3 separate regions of the Mus musculus genome follow, and regions 2 and 3 are each linked to region 1. The links are chromatin contacts, called in public HiCAR-type and promoter capture Hi-C maps. All regions are on one chromosome and are shown on one strand. Each heading gives the region's core, a stretch centred on a gene start, on an enhancer-like site or on the middle of the called end of the contact. The rest is flanking DNA. Distances are from core to core; before and after follow the strand shown.

Region 1 (4,830 bases), core at 955-3,454:
CCTCTAGTTTCTCTTCTACCATCGTATTAATTGCTTACTTAATAAAATGCTGCGCTAAAATTCGTGAAATCAGATTCTGGCAGAAAATCAAATGAAAAGAGAACTCCTTGTGGCAGCAAGTTGGACATATTCAGCCTCCTGCCTACCTTATTGTGTTTCTGTTGGTGTCTGGCCTTTGTGTCAAGAACATGATAGGGGCTTTCTGAGTCCTGGTTGATGTAATACACCAGTCTTGAAGGCAGTGTGATTTCTTTTTGCACTGCACTGCTGTAGCTGGTATTTCTGCTGCTGCTATTTTGTTGCAATGTGTTGTCTTCATCTGCCAGGACTCCCAGGGTTTTTTCTGCAGTTTCATTCCAGTGCGGAGCTGGGGGGGTTGGGGGGGAGGGAAGCACAAATATACACAAATACACACAGATACATCCAGTAAATATATAAACTCTAAAATACATCTTTCCATTAATTACATTAACAAAGTTTTCTATTGCTAAAAAGTTAGAAAGTGGAGACACCAAAAGACAAGTTACTGTAACAGTGGTTTGGCCTGGATAGGTTACACAACCATGTCCTGTACTCAGGTATATCTTTTCTATCCACTCTTAGAGCCGAACATCTGAACTGTAAGGGGTCAGAAAGCAGAATGCGCTTAGGGAAAAGTCAGCAACTAACATGCTCAAGGGTCCTGACCCTTGTCCCATCCCTCCTCAGAGGATGCAGCAGCTCAACTGTACCCATCTTAACATCACCTCATCTGAGAGCCAAGAACACTCCAGACAAAACTTGGGTCCTGAATTCATGGACACTGAATGTAAAGTGATACTTTCAAATATATTTGTGTGTGTGTGTGTGTGTGTGTGTGTGTGTGTGTGTGTTTATGTGTATTATGTGTGTGTGAATGTAGAAATATATATATGTGTGTGTGTGTATATATATATGTATATACACACACACATATATACATACATATATGAATGATTTCTATTTCTTTCTAACTTTGAGATGAGAAAAAAAACTGTTTTGCCATAAAGGGCTATAGTTGCTGGCAACTTTCCAAATTCTTTCTTTTTTACTGCCAAGGCCAGCTTTCTGCTTTCAGTGACTTCCAATCACCAGTGTGCTCAACATTGTATTATTCTGATTGCTCATTATGACAAGCATTTTGGGAAAACACAGCCAAAGGTCATGCGCAAAGAGTGTCTTGGAGACTTTCATTCTCTGGTCCCCAAATTATGCCTCTCTCACCTTAATTCCAACAGTAGGGACTAAACCTGGTGGGGAATTTGAGGGATCAAGCATTTGTCACTATTATTGCATGCCCCCCACCCCTCCGCATTCATATGAAGGTTCCCCAAGGCAAAAAGCAACTTGCTAGCTCACTGCATCTTCCTGTCACTGGAAGTTACATAGAGAGCGCTAAAGGACTCAGGAGCCACCAAATACCTCTGGGTGGAACCCACAGTCACTGGAATGGGTCTTTAGTGAATGCAACAGAAACGGACTTCCAAAAGTGAACCAGCATGAACCTGGGCTTGGGACGGACAAGGGTGGAGAGGTGGACAGGGAGGCGCTCGAAGGCCAGGCTGGGGACCCACTCGTCCGGGTTACACGCACCTGCGTGCCCTTCTCTCTCCTCCCCAGGGCCCCGCGGGGAAGGCAACGCAAAGGGCACCGGCCATACCCACCGCTGGGCGCAGCGGCCCCCCGGGCACGGGGCCGGGATGAGGTGGCGAGCGCAGGTAGCAGGAGAAGGACGAGGAGCAGGCGGCAGGGCGGCGCGCGGGCCGGCACCGGGCCGGCGGGGCAGCGGCCGGGGCCGCAGGAGGCGCCGGGAAGGCTGCAACCCGTCAGGGTCGGCCGCCGGGAGATGCTGCCGGGCGGCTTCATGGCTCATCGCTCCCGGGCGCCGGTCCGAGTGACCCGCGAGAGAGCCGGGCTGGGCTGCGGGGCGGCTGCGGGCGGAGCCGGTCACGCCGGCTGGGCGCGCATGCTGCGGCCGCGGGCAGGGGTCAGGGGCTGGGGTCTCGGGGACGGCGGCGCGCCGTCCTCTGCTCTTTCCGCCTTTCCGGGAGCGGCCCGCAGAGAGGGGTCCCCGCCGCTCCACCAACTTGGAGCCTCCTCCAGTGGCTGCACCCTCCCAGTGGCGGGCGCGGCCGCACCAGTGACTGCGGGGGTTGCTGCCGGGCCTAAGGATGCTGAGGAGGCGCGCGCAGGAGCGAGCGGCACGGGCACGCGCGGCGCGGGCGCGAGACTCGGGGACGCGCAGCGCGGTACTGCACCCCACCCTCCGGGAGCGCGCCCGAACGGGGTTTCGGGTGCGGATGCTGATGCTCTTGCAGATGCTGATGCTGTAGCCTGCATGGGCCGCGCTGCGCATGCTCGACTGTGGGAGCCCTGGGGGGGGGGGGGGGCAGAGTGATGCAGCATCCCAGGCAGCATCAAAATAGTTGGTGGCACCTCCAAAGACCAGAGGTAGGGGAGAAAGAAGTTTGCAGTCAGGGATGACCCCAAGAGGAAAGTGCAAGGGTTTCCAGGCCTGGGGCAAGCCTGATCTGGCAACAACTTGCCAAGAAAAGCGACCCATCCTCAACACCCACTCCTATACCAACTCTCCAGCGCAAGGAAAACTGAGACTATGCATTTTCCTTCTCAAACCTTTATTTATTTCCTTCCTTCAAATAAAGGGCTGCAGCCAGGGAGGTAAAAATAGCTGTGCTCCTCATAGCAGCGAGTGGGATGACAGTGGGAAGCACTGTGGTGCATCCGCAGGCTGGCGTCTGTGGGCACTGAGCCACTGGGATCCCCTTGCAGGGTCGTGGGTCCTCCCTCCTCGTGCCCATAGGGCTTTGAAGAGAGCTAAATTCAGAAAGTGTGACGGGCCATATTCTGGAATAGAAGAAATACAGAGATTAGAAAGCAACCGTGCAGCTATCTTAGGAAATCTATCGTTTGTCAACCAGCCTTGGGGGTGCGCAGGCATTTCTGAGAACACACTTCTATTTTTGAGATCCAGTCGTATCTTGTGCAGAGAAAGGGGGTATTTTCGCTCAGTGCTGTCAGTTCCCTGGTTTGGGTGGGTTAGCAGCCGCTACTAATTCTGGTGGTTCCTAATTAAAATTTGAGGCCCATTTCTATCACTGGACTCTGGTAACACCAACAGTAACTTATCCACTCTCCCAAGACTGGTCTGAGTAATAACAATGGTGTCTAACTCCATTATTGATATTTAAAATAGAGCTAAGGATATCTACTTGGAAAGGGCTGGGAAGGTTCTAGAAGTGTGTGATTAAAATAACAGTCAAGGCTGTTAGCCACCTTCTGTACCCGAGCTTCACGGAACGAACTTCTGGAGACAGACAAAGATGACAGGCCTGCATGCAGATCTCACACTGCAGAGCGGTTGAGGTGTCAGATATTAATTTTAATCTCTTCTTTCCACATTTGAGCATGAGTATTTATTGGACACATGGATTTAATTAATTAACCAATGTTCGTTCGCATGCACACACACACACACACACTCTCTATGCGAGCAGCAACAGTTTTCATTCACATTGTAACGCTAGGTCCTAACATGCTATCTAAGGACCAGGGAAATCTCTTGGATAATACATGGCCAATGAGTAAGCCAGGAGATTGTCTATAATATACATCCTGAAAAGGGGGTACGGAGACCTCGTAGTGCATGAGGTTAGTGACTTTCCTACTTGCTATCCTTGGCTCTCCATATGCAAATCATTTTTCCCTATCAAAACATGGCAAAAACAGGTGCTGGGGGTGTAGTGTTTACCTATCATGTAAAGGCCCTGAGCACTCCATTCCAGCATCACACAAAAAACTATCTCTCTCTGTGTGTTTGTCTCTCTGTCTGTCTCTGTCCGTCTGTCTGTCTCTCTCTCTCTTTCTTCCCCACCCTCTGTGTGTGTGTGTGTGTGTGTGTGTGTGTGTGTGTGTGTACATGCACTTGCACTCAAGCACACATGAATGTCTGCTATGGCACATGAGGATGTCAAAAGACAACTATATGGAGCGACCCATGGCGCTGGCCACATATGTGGCAGAGGATGGTCTTGTTGGACATCAGTGGGAGGAGAGGCCCTCGAGCCTGAGGATGCTTGATGCCCCAGTGTAGGGGAATGAGAAGGTGGATGTAGGGGAGGTGGGAGGATGGCATTGGGTGGGTGAGGGAGCACCCTCATAGAGGCAGGGGGAGGGAGATAGGGGGTTTCTGAAGGGAAGACCTGGAAAGGGAAAAACATTTGAAATGTAAATAAAGAAAATATCCAAGAAAAGAAAAAGAAAAAGAAAAAAAAAAAAGAAAGTGTTGACTAGACAGAGAGTCAATACATATATTGAACCTAACAATGTGTTCATCATGTAATCAAAAGGACAAATGAGTTAAATCCTTAGGACCTGTATTTAAAAAGCCAGGAACAAAGATAATAATGTAATCCAATGATGAAAAGGTGTAGTCAGGTAGACCTCAGACAGAGTTTAGCTAACTTGGCAAATTCCAGCCAGTAATAGAGTCTTGTAACATAAAGAAAGAAAGAAAGAAAGAAAGAAAGAAAGAGAGAGAGAGAGAGAGAGAGAGAGAGGAGGGAGGGAGGGGGGAGGGAGGGAGGGAGGGAGGGAGGGAGGGAGGGAAGGAGGGAGGGAGGGAGGGAGGGAGGGAGAGAAGGAAGGAAGGAAGGAAGGAAGGAAGAAAGAAAGAAAGAAAGAAAGAAAGAAAGAAAGAAAGAAAGAAAGAAAGAAAGAAGGAAGGAAGGAAGGAAGGAAGGAAGGAAGGAAGGAAGGAAGGAAGGAAGCTGGGCGTGGAGGCACATGCCTTTA
Region 2 (4,830 bases), core at 714-3,213, 1.7 Mb before region 1:
GAAATGTAATCTTCAACCAAACACCAGTTGTTAAGTCTCATTGTTACTAATAGTGGTGATGTACTGCTTTGTGAGGCTAGAGAGGTGGCTCAGGAGGATCAAAGCACTTGCCTTGTGACCTTCTGACCTGTTTGGTCTCCAAAGCCTACAAATCTCAAGACTGTCCTTGGGCTTCCACATCCTTGCCATGGCATGCACATTTCCACACTCACATATTAGACATCAATAATGATTTTTTTAATGTTTTGTAATTTTTCCAGTCATTTAGTCTATAAGTTTATTATTTTACGATTCTACGAGACCTTCTGCGTGAGAATATGAATGGTTTTACCTATATATTTATTTGAGTATAGGCTATTGTTTGTTCTTGATTTTGAAATGGGGTTTGACCAGACCGGAGCTCGTTATGTAGACAAGGCTAGCCTGGATCTTGTGGCAATCCTCCTGCTTCTGCCTCCCAAGTGTAGGGAATACAAACATGCACCACTACACCTGGCTTATTTTGTAATAATTTAATTCAATACCAAGCATCTACAAATATTCTCTTTCAGTGATCTATCAGCTCGTGCACTTGACATATCAGCCCTTGAAAACGGGATTCCAGATGGAGACATGCACATAAGTGCCATATGTCCTATCTCAGTGTCTCAGATAGTCAATCCATGCTTAGCACATATTTAGAACTTGGTTGAAGATGCTTATATTTAAATTCACCATGGCTCTGTATTCCTATGCATTCTTCTTACTTTTGCCATCACCTATAGTCAATACTTCTTATTGTGTTTTATTCTTCGTTTCTTGAATTTATTCTAAAATGCTTTCTGGAACAAGAATGGCTATGAATACTTACTTTTAGTAATATAAACAATATGTGCCTGATGGTAGTAAGTAACGTTTTTTAAAGTGATTTAAAGTGAGATTAGAGGTGAAAGTATAAACTCACACACTCTCTAATCATTTTATAGGAATAAACGGAGGTCACAGCTAATACCCAGTTAATCAACATTAACAGCTGACACCACGTATGAGTCCTTTTCCACATAGCGCCCTCTAGCGTCCAAAATGAATCTTACTAACTGCCGTGAATTCATAACTTTTCAACACAATGCTGGTTGTTTTAAAAGTCCATGAAGCGTTGAATCTTGACCAATCAAGGATGACCTATTGTCCTACAAGTCATAATGTTCTCCTTTTCAAGACTAAGGAATACAGACAGAAAAATCTCTGGAAAGATTGGAATACGTTTAACCCATTCTTAGAATTCTAAGATTTATATCGTGTATCTCTAGTGCAGCTTCATCGCAACCCAGAAAATAAACCTCACTGTCTTCCATGACAAATGGTGAGTGAAGCTTATTTATAAACAGCAACAGTTGGGAATACGGATCATTGGTAGTGGAGGGAATTATTGGGGTGGAATGGTGAAGCTCTGTAAAAGCCTCAGCATGAGAATATGAATGGTTTTACTCATATATGTATTTGTGTGTAGGGTATTGTTTGTTCTTGATTTTGAAATGGAAAATGCGCTCTGTTTTAGCTTTTGCATTAAGGTAGAATCTGTAGTCCTCACACGCCTTTAAGAAACCTCAAATGCACATTCTTCAAAGGGCACAGTCCAGCTCTAAGAGGCATCCGGAGACTCCAGGAAGGGATCCAGTCTAGGGAGGGCTCCCTCTTTTGTACCTTTTGCAGAGAACCTGGATACTCAACGCTGGGATTCCTAGATTGTTGCGGAGCCCAGAACACTCGGTCTCGGCGCTTCCGATAGCCTGTCAGTAGGTGGCGTCCTCGCTCCTCAACTGCAGGGTGTTCCCGAGGAATCTCCGCGGCGTGGCAGTCCCATCCCCCACCGGGAACAGCGGACCGCTGCATCCCAGACTTAATCTCAATCTATGCCTCGGCCCACCCCACAAAGTCGGAGGCGGCGAATGGCGTCGTGGAGGGGGCGGGGCTTCGGGAGGTGGGCTGAGGGGGTGGGGCCTGGGAGGAGACAAAGCCGGGAAGAGTTAAACAGCCTTGACCCTGCCGCTGGGCTTCCGAGCGAAGGTTGTGGCAGATGCTGATCTAACTGGGGCCGGCTTATTACAGCTTGTGTGTACGCGCGGGTGTGAGCCGGTGAGTAGCTGGGGCGCCTCCGGCTGCAAGCGGGCGCTCCTTCCCCTCCCTACAGGTGCCCCAAGGCTTAGAGCGGCAGCCGCCGCCCCTTACTATTAAACTATTCCGTTGAAAGCTGGAGTGAGAAAAAAGGAAGAAACCCCAGGTCTTGGCTGTGCAGAGATGAACTCAGTGGCAAGGCCCTGGTGCACTCAGGGACGCTTCCAGAGTTTGGGCGTAGAGAAGGGAAATGGGAGTAGCAGAGTGCTGCTTGCCTATCTGTATAGAAGGGCGCTTCCGAGGTTGGGATCGCTTTGGGAGGCGAGGACGTTGCAAGCAGTGACAAGTGGCAAGGCACCCGCGGAGGAGAATTTAGCTTTGAGGTGGACGCACAGAACTCTTGAGTGTTGGGTGTAAAAGGACTAGGCAGGAAAGCTGGTTGCAGAAAGGGTGTAAGCCAGGAATTTAGGCGTGTACTCCCTTCAAGGTTCAGGGGTGGGACCTGCCTTGTGGTCGGAGAAGAGCTAATGAGAGTGCAAGAGAGGGAGGGGATGAAGGTAGGCGGAGCCTCCAGCTTCAGTCTGTAGTGTTTGCTTAGCCACTTGGGGGCGCCCTGGGGTCTCGATTCCAGATGCAGCCATCTCAGTGGACCTCGTATTTAAAAGGTCCTGGCAGTGCTGAGAGGAGGGGCTGGTGTGGGGATCTGGAAGGAGGAACCGAGTCAGCTTCATTAGCAGAGCTTGCACAACGCCCACATGGATATCTCCTGTCTCAGTGTCACCCGAGGTCGAGCAAACCCGAGACCTGCAAAAAGCCAAAGAGCCGGGCGCTCACTCTAGGACTCACCGTCCTGTGGTGTGAGCGTGTGTGCGCACCAATATTTGTACTCCTGTGACCTTTATTTGGAAGGCTCCTGCCCTTTGCCCCTCTGGATACACTCAAGCACTGTACTTTAAACCAGATAAACTGGGCTGTAAGGCTGATATTAAATACAAATCCTCCTGGCAGGGGTATTTGTATGTTAAGACTTTCTGTTCCGGATCTTGCTTTGTTTTAGGAGATAAATTGAAAGGACACTTGTTTAAGTCATCAAAATTGAGAGGCCTTGTTATAATTGCAAGTCCGTTCACCATCAAGATAAGAATTAGCAATTTTGCCCTCTAATCTGATATCTTTAATGTGACCACATTGTATAGTTAGTTGGGCGTTAGTGCAAGTGTAGGCACTGGGAAAAGAGAGAAGCAGGAATTTTTCGACAATATACTGCAACTACTTCCTTAGAGTCCCCACATGTTTTGCAACTTGAACTTGGCTGGAAAACAAAAAGATCGGCTCAAGATAGAAACTTGAGATTTATGGAAGTAAAATTAAGTATGGCAAAGGGTTCCTATTGCTTAACTAGTCTATTATGTTTGTTTTCTGGAATTGCACAGGCTGTCAGATTGGAAACTGGCTGCCTTCAGACTATGTAAATAAGCTGGTAGCTATTAGGCTTGGATCAAACTTTCCTTTAAAAGTTGGGGTTGGGTGGGATCAGAAAATGTGAGACCCAAGAAGTCAGGGAATCTAGGGGTACCTAAAGCCCATACATGCCATGGAAATCAAATCCAGAAGTGTGATAGTAGTTACAATACAGCTTCACTTCTTTAATTAACAAGTGCTAAAAAAAAAAAAAAAAAACTAAATAGATAAAGGGAAGGAAATCTGACGTTTATCATTCATTGGTGAATTCTGAGATATAAAAAGATTACATCAGAGTATATACACACCAAGAAGGAAATAACAAAGCAAATAAAAAAGTTCAGACATTCCCGGCATTGTGATATTTTATTAGCTGTATTTGCCATCGCAGAAAAATAGCCTAGTCATAACTGTTGTGTAATGCCGTGTAGGAACATGACCGTGAGAGTGCAGTATCAAAACTGAGATAAGTTAGCTGTCTCTCTAAAGTATGGCCATGGTGAAAATGGAATTAATTATGAACTCTGTGATCTACTGCAAGTTAATCTTTAAGTTGTATCTCATGGGTGGTATTGGTTCACCCACACCAGCTTGTTGATTTCTTTTAACTGGCTTCCAGAAACTTCCCTGGTGATGGACTCAGGGTACAAATTCAATACTAGAAATAGGATGCTAGAAATGCAAATCTCAGACATAAAAATGGGATTTGAGAGTTGGGAAATATTCCTGACTTCTTGTGAGGTGCTGAGACCTACTGTCTAATAATCATTTCCCTTTAAAAAAAAATTAAGGATCAAATTAGTTTCAAGACAGCTTTAGGTTGTTATCTAATTGCTTTAAAGTCTTTCTGTTCCTCAGCTATAACATTGATCTATATGCCACTGCATTTCTGGAAAGAAAGTTCCCAATATAGTGTCACTTGTGTGACAGAACAGGGCACTTGTTGCCTAGGGAAATGCAACACACGTAGCCCATACAGGGATCCTATGACAGGACAAAGTAGAGACACCACCAAAATCCAACTTGGTGAACCAATAAGTACTGTTGGGATTACTTTACCCGAATATGGGTAAGGAGCAAAAATGGCTCTGCATCACCTCACCCCAGCATGGGTGAGAACTCACAAAAGCTGGGAACCCGGTGCAGACTACACAGCCTGCTGGCAGCTCAAGGGTTGGAGACTGTCCTTTCCAGGTGGCCGGCCTGGGTCGGGTCTTCTCCAGTCTAAGAGTCTCAACTTTTATTGTTTACTCTGTCAGGGTGGGGCCTATCAAC
Region 3 (4,830 bases), core at 979-3,478, 1.2 Mb before region 1:
AGTAACATCCATAGAAAATAGCATCCCCAGCCTCTGCACTTCAGTGTGGCATTCCCTGAACTCCTTCACTGTCAGCTAACTACCTCTGGCCTATTTGTATGTAGCCTACCCTGAGTATGCAGGAAGGCAGCCAGCCATCACTCTGTGAAGGGGCACAGGGAGGCTACATGTCTGAAGGGAACCAAGCTTGTTCCCTGTTTTGTCATATCCCAGGAAAGGACCACAGGAAGGAGCCCAGGGCATCTTTCTATAAGGAAAAAGCACAATCGTTATATTTAGATATATTTCCGAATCACCCCAGACAATGCAAAAAGTAGACCCTTTTGCATATCCTCAGAAAAACTGAAAGGAAGGCCAGGGTTGTTGGCTCACACATCAACATCTCATTCAGCAAGCCGAGGCAGGAGGATTGTCATGAGTTTAAGACAAGGCCAAGCGGTAGAGCGAGAACCTGCCTGAAAGAAAACTGAACAACCAAAACCAAGGGAGGCTGCCAGTGAAGTGTCCTCTCTGTTCTTAGAGGTACAACGTGGTTAAGGAGTCGAGTCCTCTTAACTGACAATGACACCTGGGAGTCAAGAGGACGAGGAAGATCTTACAAGCCTTGAAGGTCTCCAAAAGAATTCCTACCTTGCCAAACAGTCACACTAAAACATGTACCTCATTAATTTTGTATGAATCTTTTGAGGGCACATACATGTTTACGGTATGTGTGCTTTGTGCATACAGGGGACTGAAGAGGACACTGGGTCCGTGGCACTTAGGTGGAGTCTTGGATTTTTGTAAGCCATCATGTGGGTGCTGGGTTCTGATCCTGCATCCTTTGCAAGAGCAAAAGGCGCTCTCAACCACTAAGTCATTTCTCCAGCCCCTCTACCTCACTCACATTGGAAGTCTCCCAAGTTGTTAGCACCCCCCGTTGTGGTACCACCTAAGCAATGCTGCAGCACGCTCTGTTCTCCACGATTACAAAGGTTTCTTTCTCACTCCTGTTTCAGTTGTGAAGCTCCAACCGGGGACCTGGTGCTAAAGAGAGCCTGGATGTTAAGACACAAGCCTTGGCTAGGCATGGTGACACACAACCTGTAATCTCAGCACTTGCCAGTCTGGGGCAGGTGCATCTGAGTTTGAAGCCAACCTGGTACATATATAGTGAGTTCCTGGGCAGACAAGGCTATGTAGAGAAGAGAGATCCTGTTTTAAACTAAACCAAACCAAAGCCCTGGGATAGTGAGAAAGGAGCAACTACCCAGCTGCGAGGGGCTCTTTCACCCACGTTCTGATGGTAAGAACAATTTGTATGGTCAAGTATGAACTAAGGATAGGAAAATCCCTGGGCATATTAAAGACAGCCATATAGCAGGCTGAGCACTTAAATATGTACTCTATCAAATGCTCATTACTCTCTCCCCCAAGGATTAAACAAGTCTTTCTTCTCAGATATTTAGAGGCTCACCAGTGGTTTCTGTTTGTGCTCTCTTTAATGTCTACACTGCTATAGATGTTGATTTTCCTAAGCGGATGTGTGCCCTTTCTAAGCAAGTCGGCAATAATTACAACTCTGGGAGCTAGGAGGGGCAAAAGGAACACGGTAAGTAAATGTAATGTTGCAAATGCTCTTGTTGGCAGTGTGCTGGAGAGCTTGGGGGAAGTTTTAAAGTCATATACATATGTATGCAATCCTCCCCTGTGTGTGTATACATTTTCAGTGGAAAGATGGAGAATAGGGAGACAGAATGGTTAGCTAGATCCCAGGAATCTGGGGAGGTCAACCCATTTACATTTTTGAATGTTTTTCTGACCCAAAGTCTACACTTTCCTGTGCCTAGTTTAGGTCCCCAAAAGAAAGAAATAAAACAGAAAACACACGGAAGAAAGGTATTTCTTCTTCTAGTAACTACATATCAACGTGGTGTGGTCTTTTCACTTGTGCGTATTCACTGATGAAATCGGATTAGCTCTCTCTAGCGCAAAAACGTGAGCTTTAATAAGAAAAGGAAAAGGGGAAGCTGAGAAGCCGAGATAGCACAAAGCCATGGAGCAAGTAAGGAGAAAACTTACTAAGAGAAAAAACGGAGGAAGAAAAGACCCAAACAGGAAACTCAGTAACTTGAGGAAAGGGCTCTTACTGGTCCCCAGTTTACTGCAGGCCACTTGTCCCCAGTCTCCCGCAGCTGGTGCTGGAATGTGGAGGTCAGGCGCGCCCCCTGCCGGCCGGGAGAGGCGAGGGCGGTCGCGGCTCGGCAGGGTCCGGCACGCGGAGACCCTTGGGTGGCCAGGTCCGGGGATGGAGTTTGCAGCCGAGGCTGCCGGCCAGGATTTAGAAAGGCGTCCATTTCGGCCAGCAGAGTGGCGGCGTGGAGCGACGCGAGCGCCCGAGCGCATGTGGTCGGGCTCAAAACCCGGCCTGGGCGTCGCACGCCCACTCCCCAGCCGCGCCGTGGTTAGGGATGCTCGGTAGTGTTCTCTCCCACTTCACTGCCACCAAACGCGGTGACTACGTTTAGTTCTCTACTTCGCTACGCATCCTTGGGCGCCAACGTCGCCGACTAACTGTCCACTTTAAGGTCGGCCTTTCTCCCATGCAAGGCACCCCACGCCCCTGTGCACTCGCCCTCCCTGGCGCCCCAAAACCGTAGGGCCTCACAGGAACTACACAGCACGGGCCAGGGGAAAGCGGCGGTACCGGGGAAGGGGACCGGAAACCCGCGTCTCTCTTCCCGGAACCAGCTTCCACCGCCTTCTGCCAATCCAGCCTTTTAAGGAGGAGCTCCGCACAGCGACTGGGCAAGGCTGTGCGCTTGCGCGGCTCGGGTACCCTCCCGGAACCGTGAGTATCTACGTGGAGGCACTGCAGGGTGGCCAGCGGGCTGTGTGGGCGCCAAGCCTCCACCCGAGGGTCCGAAAGGAGTCTCTGCAGAGCCCTGCTCCCACCATGCTGGGTTCCCGGGACTCTTTCGTGGGCGCGAGGGAAGCGCATCTGTGGCCCCCGGGTGTCGTGCGGGACGTGCTTTTTGTCCCGCGGGTTGTCCGCCAGTATTGTCCGCTCCAGCCCCCAGGGTGACTCCATCCACTCTGCCGTAGGGAGCCTTCTAGGGTCAAAAGGCAGGGCGAACCCTTAGGATTTAGCAGAAGTACGCATTTGGCTCCTTTGTCCTAGCTGAACATGAGGATGTAGGTTGGCGGACCAAACAAACAAAAATGTGGGAGCTGGGTCCAGACAGATCAGGTGCCCAGGGCCGTCACTGTCACTTCGTGTACCGTTCTTTATGTAATGCCCAAGTAGTAACAGGAGCCTGTAGGGTGCCACAGTAGTTAGAGATTTCTAGGCGTTTCCTCCTCAGAGTTATTAGTTGACACCAATTCAGAGCCAATTTTCACTTCCCTCAAGTCTCGGAGGAAAAGCTGTTGAAGAAATTGGATGCACCTCAGTCTATTTCTTAGTTTGAACTTGTAATAACGTCAACAGCTTTTCCAAGTTACTTAAGTAAGATACAGCACTCAACTTCTGACTCTGGTGACACTCAGGATTCTTTTTGCATGACAGGTCTCAGCAGAGATAGACAGAAGAAATGGCCCTGGTACCCTATGAGGAGAGCGCGGCAATAGGGCTCCAGAAATTCCATAAGCCTCTCGCCACCTTCTCTTTTGCGAACCACACCATCCAGATCCGTCAGGACTGGAGGCAACTGGGAGTTGCTGCAGTGGTGTGGGATGCGGTAAGTCAGCACTGCAGGGCCTTTGAAAACATCCACAGTTGCAAGACTGTATTCTAAAAAGGAAATTGATGGCTTTATTGAGATATGATTCATATATAGTCTCCACCAATGTAAAGTCTGCAAAAACACTGGGTGGTTCAGCACATCCATGGTAGTACACCCATTACATTATTTACAGTTTTTCATGGTCCCTGCATCTCCTTGCCCACCAGGCATTCCCTTTGCCCCCTTACATACATTGCACTTTGCAAAGCTGAGGGAAGTGAAATGACTTAGTTAGCTGCCCAGTGAGGACCGGAAGACTGAAAAGAAAGCGTGGGCCTGACTGCTCTGGGCTCATTAAGTTTGTTTCTGAAAAAACACACAAAGAATGTGTAGAGTCAGAGTCCGAAACTGACGTCATGGTTTCAGTTTTTCATGGTTTGGAAAGATTATTGCTTTTCTGCTTCTTATGAAGAGTCTGTCTTCAGCTGTTAAATAAATGATTGGCTTAAAGACTTGTACTCCTAGGGTATAGCTCCGGTGGGGGCGGGGGAGGGGTAAAACTTATTGAGTTGTAAGCAAATGCTCAGCATGTGAAATTCCAAAACTTTCGGTGAAACCCTACCCGCTGATGCCCAGAACATGCCCATGGTCCCTGTGGGACAGTGACTCAGCGTCACGGCTCAGGCAGCTGTGAGCACTGAGACTCGTCCTTCTAGCATGGCTTAGGAACCAGACAGCCCCTTGAAGAAAATCAAAGATTCACGTCATTTCTTCCAGAGCAGTTTTGTAAACTTCATGGAGCTGTGCTGTGATCCAGGAGGAAATGAAGCTTTTTAGCTAAGCTGCCCGGTAGCTATCTTACTGCAGCAGCAGCAGCAGCAACTAAGTTCCTGTGCTTTGGGAATTGTACTTTTCAGGCAGGGAGGGAGGGAGAGGAGAGGGAGGAGAGAAGAAAGGAACGGGGAGAATAGGAGTATCTTCATTCACTGTTTCTTCCTGCCAGCATTCGGCATCCTGAAGCGACAGCTCTGCAAACGCTTGCTGACCTCAGTCATGTTCACATTGTGTTTTGACTCAGGCTGTCGTCCTTTCCATGTATCTGGAGATGGGTGCTGTGGAGCTCAGG

What was found. Promoter capture Hi-C pulls out the DNA fragments that hold promoters and counts their contacts. HiCAR-type assays count read pairs that join an accessible place to other places.
Region 2: a promoter capture Hi-C map of hippocampal neurons shows a contact between it and region 1, with 5 times the contacts expected there. The contact joins the promoter of Idh1 here to the promoter of Adam23 in region 1. A contact is called at or near these places in 3 of 39 promoter capture datasets (the 3T3-L1 cell line, the HPC-7 cell line and hippocampal neurons) and 1 of 115 datasets of contacts at active chromatin or transcription factors (astrocytes).
Region 3: a contact with region 1 is called in a HiCAR-type map of astrocytes, with 3 times the contacts expected there. The contact joins the promoter of Mettl21a here to the promoter of Adam23 in region 1. A contact is called at or near these places in 4 of 39 promoter capture datasets (the 3T3-L1 cell line, embryonic stem cells and hippocampal neurons) and 3 of 115 datasets of contacts at active chromatin or transcription factors (astrocytes and embryonic stem cells).

Annotation. Positions count from the first base shown.
Region 1 is chr1:63,443,265-63,448,094 of GRCm38.p6, reverse strand. Adam23 (a disintegrin and metallopeptidase domain 23) reads right to left here and starts at 2,204. Exons shown (of 26, transcript NM_011780.3): 1 at 1,683-2,204; 2 at 147-367. The coding sequence starts at 1,884.
Region 2 is chr1:65,176,275-65,181,104 of GRCm38.p6, reverse strand. It overlaps Idh1 (isocitrate dehydrogenase 1 (NADP+), soluble), which reads left to right and starts at 1,963. Exons shown (of 9, transcript NM_010497.3): 1 at 1,963-2,115.
Region 3 is chr1:64,615,162-64,619,991 of GRCm38.p6, reverse strand. Mettl21a (methyltransferase like 21A) reads left to right here and starts at 2,228. Exons shown (of 3, transcript NM_025964.4): 1 at 2,228-3,719; 2 at 4,783-4,830. The coding sequence starts at 3,573.